Linked DNA regions of Mus musculus: all the other regions are linked to region 3. A link is a contact called in public promoter capture Hi-C data. All regions are on one chromosome and are shown on one strand. The core of a region is the stretch at or near the end of the contact, and the rest is flanking DNA. Distances in the headings are between cores, read along the strand shown. Region 1 holds the start of Plxna1 (plexin A1). Region 2 holds the start of Mgll (monoglyceride lipase). Region 3 holds the start of Cfap100 (cilia and flagella associated protein 100).

What was found. Promoter capture Hi-C pulls out the DNA fragments that hold promoters and counts their contacts.
Region 1: a contact with region 3 is called in a promoter capture Hi-C map of liver, with 3 times the contacts expected there. The contact joins the promoter of Plxna1 here to the promoter of Cfap100 in region 3. A contact is called at or near these places in 2 of 39 promoter capture datasets (hippocampal neurons and liver) and 1 of 115 datasets of contacts at active chromatin or transcription factors (astrocytes).
Region 2: a contact with region 3 is called in a promoter capture Hi-C map of liver, with 4 times the contacts expected there. The contact joins the promoter of Mgll here to the promoter of Cfap100 in region 3. A contact is called at or near these places in 2 of 39 promoter capture datasets (both in liver).

Annotation. Positions count from the first base shown.
Region 1 is chr6:89,360,942-89,364,715 of GRCm38.p6, forward strand. Plxna1 (plexin A1) reads right to left here and starts at 1,672. Exons shown (of 32, transcript NM_008881.2): 1 at 1,466-1,672. Gm40415 reads left to right here and starts at 414. Exons shown (of 2, transcript XM_017321867.2): 1 at 414-457; 2 at 644-1,650. The coding sequence starts at 803. The coding sequence ends at 1,237.
Region 2 is chr6:88,721,674-88,725,716 of GRCm38.p6, forward strand. Mgll (monoglyceride lipase) reads left to right here and starts at 2,739. Exons shown (of 8, transcript NM_011844.4): 1 at 2,739-2,898; 2 at 4,028-4,043. It overlaps Gm26588 (a long non-coding RNA gene), which reads right to left. Exons shown (of 5, transcript XR_377840.3): 3 at 42-154.
Region 3 is chr6:90,426,039-90,429,787 of GRCm38.p6, forward strand. Cfap100 (cilia and flagella associated protein 100) reads right to left here and starts at 2,442. Exons shown (of 17, transcript NM_173775.3): 1 at 2,341-2,442; 2 at 1,400-1,505. The coding sequence starts at 1,451.

The sequences.
Region 1 (3,774 bases), core at 422-2,921, 1.1 Mb before region 3:
GTGCTCTCCAGAAAGGGTGCAAGCTTCTAGTCTCCCCTGGGGTCCCACACTCCCGGTCCAGGTGCTCCAAGAGATGTGGCTTTGTCCACCACATCTTGTCTGGTTCCAAACCCAAGAACACATTCCTCAGCCAACACTGACCACACACCCCAAGCCTCCACCCATGCTGTCCTCTGTGCCTTTAGACACCTTCGGTGGGCTCCAAGCTGCCACCTCCCCTCTGCCTGACAGCCTAGCCCTGAAGCAGAGTCCCTGTTTTGCACCTCTGCCTAGGGCACTGGCTGAGTGCTTCCCCGACCCAGCAGACTCTTGGCCAGCCTAATGCAGCACTACCTCCTCCTGCTCACCCCCAACAAGCAATGGAGCTGGAAAACTGGGGGTGCTCTAGGAGGGCTGGAGAAGCACAGGATAGCACCACCCTGATGGGACTGAAGACCCGCAGCACCTGCTGGAAGAGGTAGGTAGCACCAGGAGCCAGAGCCAGAGGTAGGAGCCTGGCAGAGGGGCAGAGGCTCAGTTCGTTCCCATCCCCCCCCAACACACCCCTTTCTTTCAAGGGGCGTGGCCCCAGCACCCCACCGATGAGACTGAGAGGGCTCCGGCCACCTAGTAGCCTCTCTGAAGCCCTCTTGTATCCTTCCAGGGCAGCACCTGGGATCTCTGCAGGCAGAGGGGGCCTCCCAGGAATCTACACTCGCCCTTCCCTACAGCAGCCAGAGTCAGCCCATCACCGCCGCCGTCCTCGCCGTACACCAGGCCTGGGACCGTCCAGGAAGCAAGAGGGGAATCCTCCGGGGAAGGAATGACCCGTGGAGGCCCTGCGCAGGGGGAGGCCGAGGAGGCCCGAGCCGGCGTCCTCTCCGGTGGCACCGCACCGCCCCTTGCAGCCGGGTGGAGGGCCTGCGGGCCTGGGCTGGCTGCGGCGCCCACTCGCGCGCCGGAGCCGGAGGGGGCGGGGGTCCCCACGAAGCCTTGCAACTTCCACCCCACTGCCTCAGGCCGGCCCGAGGCGCAGCCAGGGACCTGCCCCGAATCCCGCGGCCCTGCCCGGGCCTGCCCAGCGCGGCGCTCGCCTGCGGCCCACGTCCCCACCCGCGGCCCGGTCCGACCCGGCGCAACACGGGCCGACATGGGCACCCGCAGGGCCCTTCCCGCGGGGCCACTGCAAACTTTCTCTCCTGCCTGGAGGAAGGGACCGCGACTGCGGCCACAGACATTGCGCCCCCCCGGATCGTAGGGCCCCGGACGTGCTGCGACCCGCCGGGACGCGGCAGCCCATAGCGGAGACCGCGCCCGGACACACGCGGGCGCCCGGCCGGAACCGCAGGACACGCCAGCCGCGGACACGCGCGCCGCAGTCCCCGCGCACACCCCCCTGGCCGCCGCCAGCGCCCCCCGGCCACTCGGGACCCCGGGCCGCGACGAGCCTCCCGCCGCCCGCGGGGAAAGTTGCGCCCCGACTCACCCGCCAACCCCGGGCGCGTCCCGCCGCTGGCCATCGTTGCGCCCCGCCGCTCGCCCCTCTGCGGGGCCGCCCACGCCGCGCAGGCCGCCCAGGCCGAGGCCGCCGCGCCCGGGCTCCGCTCCGCTGCGTGGCTGCGTCGCCGCTGCCCAGCATGAATGGGGCGCTGAGCTCCGCGCGGCTGCGGACCGGCCTCGCTCTCGCCGCCCCGCGGAGCGCCGTGCCGCGCGCATGCGCCGGCCGAAGCCGGGGGGCGGGGCCGGGGGCGGGGGCGGGGGCGGGGCGGGACCCGCGATGGCCTGCAGGGGGCGCTCGGCCCCGCGGCGAGAGCGCGCGCGGCGGGCCCCACCGCTTGCCTTCAAAGGGCGATGGCCACCTCAGCCTTAAAACTCTGGACTGGGGTGGGGGTGGGTGAGGTGGTCCGGGTGGTCCCAGGAGTCGATGCACTCTTTAAGGAGCACAGGCTGGAAGTACAGCTTTCGTGCACGGAAGGGTAAACTGAGTCCGGAGGAAGCACTTGCCCTGGTCCTATTGCTCATCTCTGCCTGCGCAACGATCGCTTAGGTGGGACCGGCACTGCACCCCGCAGGCCCCAGGAGGTGGCGCGTGCCGGGATGCCTAAGCTCAGAGGACGACTGTCCTGTCCGGTACGCGGTCCTGCAGCGGGGCGTGTTAGAACTACCCCAGCAGGATAGAGACCTCGCCGGGTCGATCGCGGGCGCGGGGCTGGCCTGCAGAGCTGGATTGCGCCAGGTCTCGGTCGGGTAGAGAACCTTTCTCAATAAGGTCACCCAGTGCAAGGCATCCAGACCAAAGCAGGCAGCTGTGCGCAGAACAGAACAGAGCAGTCAGAAAAGGTGGTCGTGGGAGGGGCGAAGGCTGACTGGGCACAGCCTGGGGGACCCAGTGCAGCTCATTCGGTAAGGACCATTGTCCGTACTCGTCTCCCAAGCAGTCATCACCCTCTTTCCCTGTGCTCATCCTTGCCTGGTTTTTCTTTGGGTGTGACCGTTTACATTTTGTCTCCCTGAATGACATATTCTTTTGTGTAGCTTGTTTGAGGATGCTATAGAAATGGTGTCCCGCCTTCCTCTCTGATAGGAATGCAGGGTCCTGTGGTCAGTCTTTGCTCTCACTGTGTGGCACAGGCTATTCTGGATAGTTAACCCTCTCTTCTGCTACTGGACTGGAGCCCCCTGCTCTAGACCTTGGTCTTTAGCTTCAACAGACGATGCAAACTTGGTTTTCCCCCAAGTGAAACCCCACCCCTCCACGTGATGGAGAAGTGTCAGCAACAGTGGGAAAGGTAATGGTTTGATTTTGCCAGGCTGAAAGTTGGTGCTGGTTCTTTTTGCTTCTGAATGGCGGTGAGACCCTTCTTCCACAGTTACACTTACCGTCGGACTCCACAGGCACTACATACTGAATGTACAAATCTCTGCTGTGCTGTACAAACCGGGTAGACAGACTGCGCAGGCCCTGTGACCTGCCCAAGCTCCCTCGCTGGTTGGTGGCAGAGCCTGGAGTCTGGCCCAGAGGTGCAGTTCAAACTGTGGGCTTCCTAGTTGCACACCTGTCTGCTTCCAATAGTTGGCTCTGCTTTCCAGTCCACAGCCTTACCTGCCTCACAGATTTGGTAATCCACTTGCAACGCTTTGGGGAGGTTACAGGCAGACTGGGGTTGTGCCTGTCCAGCTGTTCCCTGAGTTGCCTCTGCTCCTTAGCTTCAGAGGCTGACTGCCTCTGCTCACACCTGCCTTTGCCAACCTGTCTTCTGAAGTACAGCTAGGCAGGTGCTCAAGGCTCTTCCTGTTTTGTGACCCACACACAGCGGATAGGTATCCAGAATACATGAAGAACGCCAAAGAATCTACACAAACACGGCTACCATCCCACAGGAGGGGATAGGTGACCTCCGAAAACCTTTTTCTGGAGGAAATCCAGCTAGGGGCTATTGCTTTGGATCAGTTAGTAGTTCCACTGATCCCTCTCAGCTGCACTGTGCCTCCACTGATGTCTCAGCTCTTTTTTATGTGGTCTTATTGAGTCCCGAGAAGCAGCAGAAGAAGAAAGCCTGTGACCATAGAAGAGCTGGAATTGAACCTGGGCCTGCAGCTTTGGCTTGACCACATTGCAGAGAAAGGAAGTGAGTCAGCACAGCTGCTGTGACTGCTGCTGCCAGGGCTCCTCCCTCTGCGTTTCCCCCTTGGGGGTCACTTCCCTGCAGGAACTGGAAAGGAGAGGAGTAGTCCCAGGAGCAAGGTTCTGGTCAAGGGGGCCTAATAAGGTTCTTAAGGCCCCTCCCTTCACAT
Region 2 (4,043 bases), core at 1,489-3,988, 1.7 Mb before region 3:
CTCTGAAGAGAGCTATGAGAGGTCTCAGTGGATGGAAATACCTTTTCTTGATTGTATAAATCCAATGTTATTCTGGGTATGGCGGCACTTAGGATGCAGACAGGTAAATATCTATGAGTTCCAAGCCATACGGTGCTAGAGAGTAGGACCCTGTCTCAAAAAAATAAAATAAAATAAAAAGTAAATCTAATAGCATTATGATATTGTTCTGTGTTTCTGAAAGAAGAAGTTGCCATTACAAGCAACTAGCTTAGTTTCTCTCTTCCTTTTCCGGGGACTTACTGTGATGGGTAAGGAAATCTCCATTTTGTGCTAGGCACCCATTCTAAATTCCTAAAAGATAAGCTTCAACAACTCTGACTCCTTGTCCCCCCTCCTCAAAACTGTAAAACTGCTGTGAGATAATTCACTTCCTACTCTGGCTTTTGTATCCCATGTATCGCTTTTGCCAGGGCATGGGACAGCTCCTTTAAGGTTGTCTACAGAGGGAGACAAACAGATCCACAGCTGCAAGGACTGAAAGCAGTTTCTCCCTCAGCTACACACTGCACACAAATGAGACGTTTACAGTGCTCACCTTTACAAACCCTTCCTCTACCACTCCTGTGTGGCATGGCCTAATTTGGCTTTTAGGCTGTCGACCTGCTAGCAGTAACTAATAAATTCATTTAATTATAATTTGGTTTAAACCTATGGTCTTTCCCCGGTGGATTTGAATGCTACTGTTGCTGAGGATGGCAGAGAGCTCATGGCCTCTAGGGATGGCTTATCTCATTCCCTGAAGAGCCAGACTACAGGAATCACACAAGGCTCTACTCTCTTAACTCTCTCTCTGATCAAGCGGGAGCAACTCTAGATTCAGGGGAGACTCTGTTGACAGCTCAAGGGACCGTTCTTCTCAAAACTCTCAAACCATTGAAAGTCACAAAACACCAGTGCTAGGAACATTCAAACCCGTGGCTTCAGGACCCTGCTACCCTTGCTCTCAGTAAACCACAGCTGAAGTGAATAGTAAGGATACTGTTAAGGCCCAGTCCAGCTTTGAGAACAGGCTCCCAGTCCTTCGCCTGAGCTTGCTTACCCTAATCCTGACCTGCCAGGAAATACAAAATCAACTCCAAGAAGTCATTTAGCCACTCCTTCTGTGTCCAAGCCCTGGAGACCTGCCTAAGGCAGAGGGTGAGCTAGGTCCTTCTGCATGGCCTGCAACCAATCTGTCTTTCAGAGACCCCTTTTACCATTCAAGTCAAGTTAGATTGCAGCCTCACCTTAGGTGGACACTACCACTGTGCTGCCCTGACAATGATACTATTCAACCCTGCTATTTTGCAAAGTGGTTGGCCAAGAAGAAAGCCCTGGAAAGCCTGAGGAGATGGGTGTGGGTTGGGGTCATCCTTCCTCTGCAGCTGTCACTCACAGGTGGCAGGCATAGGACACAGTGGACAGGCTGTAAATTTAGTGCTGGATTCCAGACTCCACAGCCACATAGGCAGCTGTGCTAGTGGGACCTGGATCCTGGGGCACCTAGGGGAAATGGTTTCATGCAGTGTGTGTGTGTGTGTGTGTGTGTGTGTTTGCTTGCAGTATGTCTGCTTCCTTCTCAGAGCTCTAAGCGCTTGTGCGTGAATGTCACGCATCTTTAGCTCTCTGGGTGTATATGGTGTGTTGTTTTTCTCTGTTGTGAACAAAAACATGGGGAAAGGAGCTACTTCTGCTGCTGAGGCGGAAAACTAAAGGGAAGCTGTGTCTGCTGAGATTAGCTGGCTGATTAAAGTTTCAGTACTATGGAGAGGTTGGAATGTTCCAGGTCCAGAGGCAAATTACTTTATTTTGGGCTAAGTTCGGGCCCTCAGGAACAGCCATTTCTTTCTTGCCCCTCTTTGTTAGAACTAACTTCTTGAGGCAATAGATGAACACTGTTTAACTATTGATTTAACACGATAGTTAGCTTCTACAAATCCAAAAGTTAGCAATGCTATCAGATAGCATTTTGAGCCTATAGGAACACTTTCCCATTTCACTGTTACCTGACTCTCTGTTGTACCCACCAATGTATTTTAAACTTGCCTTGATATACGGCTTTATCTGTTCTGTAAAACTATTTTAAAAACAAAACAAAACAAAACAAAAACCAAAAAAACCCAAAAAACTTCCCGAAACTGCTTTCACATAGGAACATGGAATTAGGGGTAACTTAAATCTGTGTTTCCAGCTCATGGTCATTCAAAATGGCTCCAGAATAATCTTTTCCCCTGTAAGATGAGAGCTGTGGTTTCTGCGCTGACACTCACTGTGTGTGTGGTGTGTTGTTTTTATCTGTGTGCATGGTGTCTAGGGCGTGTGCGTCCATGCTGTGTGTTTGTATTCATGTAGTAACTGTGACATTCACTTGTACCTCTGTGTGTAGTTTGTATCTGGGGAAGGGTCCTGAGGATGTGTCCTTGTGGGTGTGCCTACACCTGTGCTATCTGAATGTGGGTCTCGCACGTGTGCAACTGTAAACATGTGCATGCAGTTCTAGTGAGCGTGTTTCTGCTCCGGGGACCAGTGTGAGGGTCTGTGTTCTCGACTGTGCGCATGGGCTGGAAGGGCCCCATAATTCGGTTCAGTGCCCCGTGAAGGTCCCCCACGCGGCCAGGAAAAGCGCGAGGCAGGTCGGCGGGCGATGCCCCGCTCCTCCCCGGGGGCCGGGCACACGTGGGGCCCCGGCGCCGCCTCCCCGCGCGTCCCCACCCAGCGGGCCGCCCCCGCCGCCGAGCGGCTGGGGATAAAGTGGCGGCGCAGACGCCGCGCCCTATCGCTGCGCAGCCGGCCGCGCGCAGTAGTCTGGCTCTAGCCCGCCGCAGACCCGGACCCGCGTGGTGCTCGGGGAACGTGACAGCGGCGCTCGTGGCCCGGGTAACTGCCTCCCGCCCCTGCCTCAGGATAGGAGCCGCCGCCAGGGGTCCCCTGCGCGCGTGTGCGTGCGCACGAGTGTGCGCGCGTGTCAGCGTGTGCGCGTGAACGCGCCCCTCGCGCCCTCGCACCAACCCCCAAACAGACTTGTGCCCGTCAACTGCATCTTCCCAGACCGGTGTGGGAACAACGGCCAGGTCCACGTCCTGTGTGGCGTGCCGATGACAGCCGCGAGGTTTCCTTCCCTAAGCGGTCGCGGGCGGGCAAGAGGCAAAGTTTGTCGGAGAATCGGGGTGACTTTGCTCGGGGACCCGCATCTGCGCGAATGCGCGGTGCCGCGGAGCGCGTCTCGCAGCAGCTCCGGGCTGGGGACCGGCTGTCCCTCGCTCCCGGAACCCCTTCAGGGGTGTGTTCTGGAAAAGTGGCGACATGAGCTAGAGCTGGAGCAGCAGGAGGGAGCAACTCGCACCCCTGCAGCCCAGGCGGGGAGGGCGCGGACCCCGTGGTGCTGCCCTGCGGCCGCGATGAGGGAACAGCCCTCGTTTGCCTGGCGCTGATACTCGAGGCTGTGGCGGTAGTGGAATGCAAAAGCCAAGACTAATGGAAACAGGTTTGTCATGGCATCTTTGGCATTCAGAAGGGAAAAATCGCTTGGGGCGCGTCACCTACTTATTATGCCCCCTGAAACCCGCACAGTGGAGATTTTAGGAGAGATGGGTCCTTGCAGCTGGGGCTTTGTACCCACGGAACTGACTGTAATTTCCGCTTGATTACAGCTAAAATAGTCTTTAAGATGAAGTTTCCTGAGATGATTTAAAATAAACACAGATGGGAGGGGGGCTATACTGAGGCACTTTAAAAAAATAAAGTGAGCATTTTCTTAAGGACAAACAGGACTTTTCAATCTTGAAGGGGTTTGCAAGAGATGTATGTAATTTTAAAATATATATATCAAATTGGGGTTTGGTGGGGTTTTTTTTGTTTGTTTGTTTTGTTTTTTGTTTTTTGTTTTTTGTTTAATTGCCTAGAAAAGAAGCCACAGCCACAGTCCTGACTCAAAAAAGGCTTTCTTTCCTCCCATATGGACATAAGTGTATTTCTGACTTTAGAATATGTCCACCTTTCTTCCAAGGGCCTAAAGACCCCTG
Region 3 (3,749 bases), core at 1,192-3,691:
TTCCTTCCCAAGTTGCTTTGACCATGTACTGTTCTAGGATGAGAGGCGACATCATCTGTTTGCAGCCTTGTTTTTAAAAGGAGAGAGACTATGGGAGAGTGGGGGCTCTAAATATCCTTTAGGGAGCAAGTGTGTATAATAGTTCATCTTGTGAAATCACACAAAGTCTCCATTGGTAGCAGCTGGTGATGAAGCACATTCCGTTCATGCCGTGGGATTCTGAGTCTGCTCGGAAGCATGAAATGTCTCCAGTTTTGTTTTAAAATAAAGCTTTTTTTTGCAACAGGGTTTCTTTATGTAGCCCAAGCTGGCCTCAGACTCACAATCCTCAGTAGGGTCTCCTTATGTAGCCCAGGCTAGCCTCAAGCTCACCACCATCCTCTTGCTGCATTGCCCCAGTGCTGGCGTTACAGGGATATACCACCGTTCACGGGAAAGGCAGGGGTGGGAGGGCATTTTTTATTATGTGGGGGAAAAGACAAGCTGTAGACTCATGTTTCTGCTCAGATGTGAACAGAGCTCGCTTGGAGATGGCTCTGAGCATCACTGTGGTGTCCGGGGAGATGTTGGAGGTAGGCTTTCCAATAGGTTTGGACTATGGAGGACTTGCCCTAAAAACACATTTTTTTTAAGCAGAAGAAAAAAGAAAAAGAAAAGAGGTGGCTCTGATTTGAAAGCTGAAGGGAGCAGACAATGCAGGAATGATAACACTGTCCACCTCACAGTTTCCTAGTGTGAGCACTGACAAGCATCCATGTCACTTGACCTGGGGACCAGCCAGCTCTCCTCCTCTAGACTCAGCCTAGCAGCCACAGCAGAAAAGAAGTAGAGAGGCTTGCTTTTACAGTGGCATCTCTCCCTACCTGCTACTGTCTACTATGTGTTCTTTCAAGTTCATGCACGGAAGTCCGTATCCCCACAGTACCTCAAAATGCAGCCTTGTTTGTAAATAAAGGCCATTGCAGATGTGTTTAGGAAAGCTGAGAACATTCTAGCATACACCCAAGTTCACAGTGATAAGAAGGACGACACTGGGGCACAGACACACACTGGAGGAACTCTATGGAAGAGCAAAGGCAGAAGTGGGTGGCGCCCTTAAGGCCAAGGGCAGTCAGGATGCCAAGTGCCCAACAGAAGGCAGAGGCACCTGGGTCAGACTCTCCACAAACCTCAGAAGGCACCAGCCCTGTGCTCCTTTTTCTCATGGCAGTCAAAGCTGTGCAACAGGCTTCTACCAGCTAAGCCATGAAGCCCTAGGTGGGGTTCTGCATCACGATAGCCACAGGAAAAGCATGCACAGTGTTGCTTTAGAACTACGTCAGTATTTGAGTGAGTTTACACCAAACTGTCCCAGGGTTCCTTTTGCCCTCCAGGAGCCCCCACCCAGCTCAGTACTTACTGTCTTCAACCATTTTCACGGAGAACCTAGAGGACCGTGCCTTGAACGCCATGGCTGAGGACCAACCGGTGTGCAAAGCTTGGCCTTAGCTGAAGCAGATTCTCGCCTGGAGAGTGACACAGTACTTGAGAGGATGGTTCCCCCAAACCCACAGCCCACTTTGAACTGAGTGACTTGCATTTCCACTATGTGGACTAACACTGCCTATTCCCTGTATCCAGGTTTAATGGAATCTACTATTCCCCTCCTGGGCAAGGCTGGCCCATATCTTCCTGTTCTCGGAACACACCAGCTTTGGTCTGCCTGGAGCCTCTGGGGAGCCTCTCACCTAGGTGAGGTTGGAAGGGTGAGGGGCGGGACTTCTCCCTTTAAAACTGGGCTCAGATGTCACTCTGAGAGACCTTCCTGCACCAATGCATGTAATGACCCTTCGTTTTCTTCTTTACAAGGTCAAGTGGTTACCTCTTACAAGACTTTTATTGCATATGTCTTCCAGAATGCAATCTGCACGGAAGCAAGCCCTCTGTTCCACCTGTTAGAGCTCCCGACGCTATGCTATGCTAGGTTCCCTTCAAAATGAAGTGAGTTTTCCTGTTTGCAGAAGCTCAACTAGTGTTCCAAATCTCAACGAAGCAGGGCCGAGGGTGGAGCCCAGGATTGCTTGCAGTCTGAGCATCTCTACCTCAGCCAAAACACTACCAGAGAATCCTGCCTCCTAACACCCCAGCTTCTCTTGGCACACCACACCCTGGGGCAAGAATGCAGCAGCAAGGGAATGGACCAGTGCTTAAATGGGGCCTGTCATAGATAAAGTGGAAAAGAGCACCGAAGGACGCAAAGCCTTGCAAGGGACCCAATAGAGTATTTGATCTCGGACCAGAGCCCCACAGCCACCCCGCTGGAGCCCACCCCCAAGCCCCCTGGCCCAGCCCCGCGCGCACCAACCAGCCGCGTGCACTCAGCTTGCTCCGAAGCCTCGGTCGGCAATTCTCCAGTCTTCTGGTCCTGAACTGCGTTTGCGACGCCAAGGCAACTATTCTCACAGGAGCTGTGATGTCATAAAGCCCCGGAGGCGGGCCCGGGCACACTGGGCGGGCTGGCGGGCCGGCGGGCGCGGAGTACTGTGCAGGACTGTGGCAGCTAAAGAGCAGAAGACACGGACTCAGGGAAGGGACAACGACTAGAAGCAGAGCGATCCGGGTTGTTGCAACCCTGCAACCCGGGGACAGGGTACGTTTGCCCAGCGCACTAGCTTCTTTCACCCCCAGATTCTCCTGCCCATCCGTAAAGGATTTTGTTGCAGCTAGGGCACAGACAACAGCCTGGCTCTTCAGAGAATATTTAGGAGTCTTGGGGCCGGGGAGGACGACGGTAAAACAGTCTACAGGCTAGGAATGTGCCAAAGACAGTCTCCCTTAGCTCCTGGCGCTACTCAGGGTCGCTGGCGCCACCCAGTGGGTGGAGAGATAGAACCAAGGCAAGAAGGCCAGGGGTAGGAGTGTAGAAGGATCCTGGAATGGGTCAGGGACCCTTGAATCACCAAAGGGACAGTATCCCGCAGGGCAGTCCAGCGCTGGGCATGGGGGAGCCAGGAAGAAAGGGTGGGCCCTGCATATGTGGTTTGTTGGTTTTGTTTGTTTGTTTGTTTGTTTGTTTGTTTGTTTGTTTTTTATGCAGCTAGTGTTAAATACTCTTTGCAAGCAAGTGGCTCCCTGCCTGGTGTTGGAGGAGGGCCCTTACACTGTGGTCTAGAATTCCCAATATTCTGGCCTCAGCTTCCCAGTAGGCTGTCAAAATAGCCAGACAAACTACAAAACAAAACAAAAATAATAGGAAGAAAGAAAGGAAGAAGAAAGAAGAAGGAAGAAGGAAAGAAAAAGAGAGAAAGAGAGAAGGAAGGAAGAGAAAGAGAGAGAGAGGGAGGGAGGGAGGGAGGGAGGGAGGGAGGGAGGGAGGGAGGAAAGAAGGAAGGAAGGAAGGAAGGAAGGAAGGAAGGAAGGAAGGAAGGAAGGAAGGAAGAACAACAGTAAAACCTGCACCAGGTTTGGAGTGCTTATTTATTCAACCAGTCAAGCAAATATTTCAGAAATCATTCATCTTTCACACCACGAGGGCTTTTACGAATTTAGAAAAATAAGCCACCAAAAGAGAACAAATGAGGGTGCTACCATTCCTGGTGTTAGCACACCTGTCCTGAGTCCCCGGTGAACCCTCACAGGGTGTCCTTTAAGCCAGGTATTGTTCTCAGCGCAGATCCATTCAGTACTTACTACCATCCTGATGACTAGGTCCGGTTCTGAACCACCACCCCTCAGCATGAGGAACCAATGTGAGCCTAAGATCCTAGAAG